2 separate regions of the Triticum aestivum genome follow, and region 1 is linked to region 2. The links are chromatin contacts, called in public Hi-C maps. All regions are on one chromosome and are shown on one strand. Each heading gives the region's core, a stretch centred on a gene start, on an enhancer-like site or on the middle of the called end of the contact. The rest is flanking DNA. Distances are from core to core; before and after follow the strand shown.

Evidence for each region. A called contact is a pair of places that touch in the nucleus more often than the background predicts.
Region 1: a Hi-C map of leaf shows a contact between it and region 2, with 4 times the contacts expected there. The contact joins the promoter of LOC123096440 here to the promoter of LOC123096439 in region 2. A contact is called at or near these places in 2 of 5 Hi-C or Micro-C datasets (both in leaf) and 1 of 1 datasets of contacts at active chromatin or transcription factors (leaf).

What each region holds. Positions count from the first base shown.
Region 1 is chr4D:93,940,171-93,942,870 of IWGSC CS RefSeq v2.1, reverse strand. It overlaps LOC123096440 (exocyst complex component EXO70A1), which reads right to left and starts at 1,300. Exons shown (of 12, transcript XM_044518185.1): 1 at 812-1,300; 2 at 617-712; 3 at 1-55. The coding sequence starts at 979.
Region 2 is chr4D:93,793,409-93,796,233 of IWGSC CS RefSeq v2.1, reverse strand. LOC123096439 (two-component response regulator-like APRR3) reads left to right here and starts at 1,487. Exons shown (of 8, transcript XM_044518184.1): 1 at 1,487-1,779; 2 at 1,889-2,050. The coding sequence starts at 1,593.

The DNA of each region.
Region 1 (2,700 bases), core at 51-2,550, 150 kb before region 2:
CCTCCAAGTAGCTCTCCAAATCCTCATGGGGACCTCTTAATATCGTTGCCTCGGCCTAAAGTTTGAAGGCAATGTTTACACAAAGTTAGTAAGTTCCCAAAAATCAAAGCCTTTTGCAAACAATCATGTTCGCAATGAGCTCAGATAGCTATCATTTCCATTCCTTCTCTTTCTGCGAGAAATCGCTGCCATTTTCACATAACAAGATGATCTTAGAAATGACAACTCTTGATAAGAGATGAAACAATCATCTACAGTGACCCAAATTAATGTGACCTAAAAGTACCAAACTATATCACTCACTGGATCTTCCAAATCCAAAGAACAAAAATGTACGAATGGTATTATCTTGTTTAGGAATAAAAGAAAACCATGTTTGTTTCAATGACGGCGGTGATGATTGAATTTAACATGGTAGTTTATATACCCCACAAAACGCATATTAAATACCGCAACAAATTTTAATCATTGCAGCCACCAGGCGCTCATTGGGCACATTTCAGTTCCCGAAAGATCCATAAGACGTCTTCCAACAAAAAAGATTGTAGCAAATTGACCACCACACACATCCAGGTAAAATGTTTGAAAATTTTGCGGCGGGTCGATGTTCATGTACCCGACGGGTGAGGTCGAACTGGGCGAGGATGGCTTCGCCGGCCTTGAGCGTCTTGTCGATGTTCTCGTGCGCCATCCGGATCGCATGCGTCCTCACCTGCATTTCATTTCCCCCCAAGAGAAAAGCGAACCACGTCAGTCGAGTGGATGCGAATCAAACGGGGATGAGTGGAATGTGAAGGAGGGGAAGCGGGACCTGGGTGGGGCGCATGGCGGCCTCGAGCGCGGAGAGGCGGTGGTCGAAGGAGCCGAGGATGGCGACCATGCCGTCCGTGTTCCCCTGGCTCTTGTGCAGCGAGTCGCGCAGCATGGTCGCCCGCCGCGTCAGCGCGTCCATCGTCCGAGGAAGCGCCGACACCGCCATCTTCCCTCCCCGAAGCCTCCCCCTCCTCGCGGATCACGCGGTGCGTCCCTCCGCGCTCCGAGGCCTGCCGGCCTGGGAGATCTCGAGCGGGAGACGGGGAATGCGTGCGCTTCGAGAAGGGGGGTCCCCCGAGCGCGCGCCGTCCCCGGGAGAGATCCTTCTGGAAGCCTCTGGAAGGGCCGCGGGGGCTTTGCGGTTGGCGGGAACGGTGGAGAGGCGCGATTCGGTGGGTGGGGTCGTCGGCGACGCGACGACGTGGTTGTGTCGCCGCGGGGAGGAGGAGGAGAAGAATGGTTCGAACGCCTCCCTCCGCTCCGAGATTCGGGCGTGTGTTTGACCTGGACCACGCGGACGGCGGGGATGGGCTCGGCGCACGGAGTGGGTCCAGGGAGTGGTGGTTAGCGGACGCGCCGAGAGCCGTGGCGGTGTGGACCGAGTCCAGTCCACGGCGCGCGCTCCTTATCCCGTGCTGGATTTCATCCTTGGCTGGCCGCTACGGTAGTATTCCAAAATGGAACATCGTGATTTGAATATTACTCCCTCCATCCCATACTCTTATATTTTGGAACAGAAGGAGTATCATTTTGCAGCAGGCTGCTCCACTCTGGACGGGACTTGCCTGCTCCCCCGGTCGTGCTCCCATCTATGCTCCGATTGAATCCAACGACGCACAGCCCGCGGCCTCTGTTTCCCCCGAAAGAAAAAACCAGCCCCGTTGCGGGCGTTGCCCCACCTCTCCATCCGTTTTTCTCTAATAAAAAACCAAGAAAATACCAGGCGACCCATAAATTGGCAACACCGATCGATTGGGAGAAATCAGAAGCGCCTCTTCTACATGCTCTTCCGATGTGGAATAAATTAGAAGCCTTGGCCGGAGTTGGCTGGAGAGTTGCACCACGACTGATGGAACCTTTATTGCGTAGGGAGATCGGTGTGGTCTTGTGTGTCGCAGCGCTGCGCTTGAGGATAGATGGAAGGGGACGACGGACATGTACAGGACACAGATGTTGGGGTTTTAGGCGGCCCGGCAGTGCAAGGAAGATGGCGGCCAACTTCGACAACTCCGGCAAGCAGTATACCAGCAGCTACGGCGCACGGAGCAGCTTGTGCCACGCGGGTATGACGCAGACCTACGCACGGCGGTTGGACCGGCAGCCTCCCTAACACCTGCTCCGGGGACGAAGACGACGTGCACGCCGTGTTACCTGCTGCGGCGGCGCGAGGGCATAGCAGGGCGAACACCTCCCAGTCCGGTAGAAGCACGACCTCCCTGTTGTCCGTAGTCAAGCGGTCGCTGGCGACTAGTGTGACGATGGTGGTGATCAAAAAGACAAAACCGAGGCGGAGGGGCAACTGGCCTGGCCGTATGAACTGCATCGGCGTGCTCACTTCTGGGCTGCTGGGACAATCTTCCCTGAACCATCGGATAAGCAGCGCTATCGGGTCCAGGGAGATGCATGAAGCACGAGCCGTCTGGTTCTTGCTTCCTCTTTTTCTTTCTATCGTTATTGCAGTTTAATTTAGGGGAAACGGATGGAGCGATGGTTGGTTTTTTCGTCTCGAAGGAAACGAAGTCGGCATGCTGTGCGCCGTTGGATTTGCTGGGAGCACGGATGGGAGTACGACTCGGGAGCAGGCAAGCCCTGTCCGCTCTCGAGGGCACTTTTCTTCTCTGGAACCCGATGACAATGGGTAACGGCCTTTGCTTGTTTGCAGACTTG
Region 2 (2,825 bases), core at 238-2,737:
TCAAATGAATGTATCTAGCACCAAGTTAGTGCTAGATACATCCATGTGAGAGACAAGCTTGGGACAAGCTTTTTCGGACGGAGAGAGTAGTTATCATTCAAATTATCCTAATCAGAACTAACTAAGCTCAAGCAACATAAATAGTTTATATTTAATCCTATGTGAATAGTTATCATTCAAATTTTAGAATTTTGTGATGTTTTTTGTTACAATCCACAAGTATCACACAAACATGGCACATAAACACGCGAATAAAACTATTTTTATTCATGCTGTACCAAATCATAGCGGTGTCAATGTAAGAATAAAAAGGCGATGAAATACGAGGGCATGATTCATCTGTCTCATAGAGCACACAAGCATACACGAGCAAGGTTTATATGTATTTAGTGAGATATTTTATATTTATAACTCGTCTCAAAGCGCCAATTTAGTGATTTGCGATGAAGACGAGGCCAAGTGGCATGTGCATATAGACCTGGTTCAATCGTGGTAAGTGGATTTAAAATGTCATATCTCCATTTTCCTAAGCTAATTTATTAGGAATATTGAAATAACTAGAGCAACGGGGAGGAGCCGCACAATTAAGAAGAAGAAGGTGTGGGACATCAAGTTTTAATCCATAAAATAACTTCCACCCCACATGATTCAAACTTGGGTCTGCCAAGGTGCACAACCGCGCTCTTGCCACTGAACCTAGATGCCCATCCACACCGAAATAACCTCTCGGGTTGATTTTCTTCACGTGGCGTGGCGAGTTTTTTCTGTGGTGTGGAGTTGTGTAGCTAATTCATCGTGCAAATAGAAACCACGTTTCCCGCTTGATGTAAAGGAACTCATATGGAGTTGGATCACATCACAAAATGGGGCGTATTCATATGGAGTTGGATCACATCACAAAATGGGGCAATTCATATGGAGTTGGATCACATCACAAAATGGGGCAATTCATGTCTCTGAGCATGAAAACTGAAATATTGGAAACCAGAATTAAAGAGGATAATGTGGCTGCTCAAAATTTCAGCTCAACTTTATTTACGTATAAAAAACCGGCCGGCCAACTGTAGCCCACGTAGTTCTTCGAGGACTTGTCCGTAAAGAAACCAGGCACCGTCTGTCATGTATGGATGGATGACACTCCTAGTAGATCTTTCCTTTTTATTTTTTTAAGTCGTGATCTTTCCACCGTTCCTCGTGCCCAGCTGTCTGTTCTCCTTCGATGGCACTTTCCACAAGTGGCGTCCGAGACCAGCCAGCAGCCACTAAAATACTCGGGCAAAAACGAGAGGCCACCAGCTCCCGGCGAAATATCCCCGTGAAAAAACCAAAATCGCACCAGAAATATCACGCCCGAAACACTTCAGGTTTCACCCACACGACACTCCACCCCAGAAAAGCACCCCAACCGAAAACAAACCGGAGCAGTGGAGGAGGGGAGGGAAAAATATCTGCCGGCGCTCGTGGGTATTATCTGGCCCATTTCCACCCGTCCCTTCGATCCTCTCCCCCCCCCCCCCCCCGCGTGACGTGGCACGCCGGGCTGCAGATATTTTCATCCGTTCCCCCCTCCCACGACGGACGGCGACGAGGAGATGTCCCCCGACGCCGACGCCGGTGAGCCGGCGGCCGCGGCGGCGGGGGCCGGAGGAGGGGCGGCGCGCGGGGTGATCCGCTGGGACGAGATCCTGCCGCGCCGCTCGCTCCGGGTGCTCCTCGTCGAGCACGACGACTCCACCCGCCAGGTCGTCACCGCGCTCCTCCGCAAGTGCGGGTACCGCGGTGAGCCAGCCTTCCTTCTTCTAGCTTAGACGCGCTCGCGCTCGCGCGGCCAGCCGATTTTCCTGCTGCTGAATTGGGCTCTGTGTTTCTTCTCGGGAGGTGACGCCAGTGGCGGCGGTGGCGGACGGGATGAAGGCGTGGGAGGTCATGCGGGGCCGCGCGTACGCCTTCGACCTCGTGCTCACGGAGGTCAACATGCCCACGCTCTCCGGAATCGACCTGCTCTCCAGGATCGTCGCGGCAGACGAGTGCAAGAACATCCCCGTTATAAGTAAGACGCCGGTGTCCGACTAACGCTTCATATCAGCTTGAATTATCATCAGCGGCGTAAGGGTCAGGACGATCTGGCAAACATACTCGATTTCGCTATCTAGCAGCTACTTTAAGCAGGGGATTCAGCTATTTTTATATGCTAATTGCTTAACTGTGTAGGCTGGTTTTTGTGTGTGTCTATGGTCATACTGCTCCTGGATAATCGGAACTAAATTCAAATGGATTTGGCGATCTGCTTTAGTTCCGTGTCGGCTACCTCTAGTCAGTGTCTGTCTCTGCACTCAGTTGTAACTGAATTACCGTTGTCGTTGTCGTTGTCGGATTCTGCTCGAGTATCGCTATGGGTATGCTCCACGTGTCGTGTTTCTGAATCTTTTTAACAGATTTGTCTTGTGCGGTATCTCTTGATAAATAAATTGGCAGCTTAATTTTTGTGCAATTTAGGGGATCAGAGCAAGTTTTTTGGCAGAATGACAATGGTAGTTATGAGTACTTTTTAAGCGAATTGTCGTTAAAAATATGTTTGATTGGGATTGAAGGTCTAACTTTACATGGGTACACCTTTAATAGGTAAATGGATATTTTAAGGTCCTAATTAGGTACCCCCTCCGATCCATAATAAGTGTCGTGGTTTTACTTCAAATTTGAACTAAAACCATGACACTTATTATGGATCGGAGGGAGTAGCTTAATTGAGGAACCATACTATTTCATAATGTGCGCAACTGCCTATAAATGGATATTTTTTAATGCTAATTGCTTAATTGTGGTTG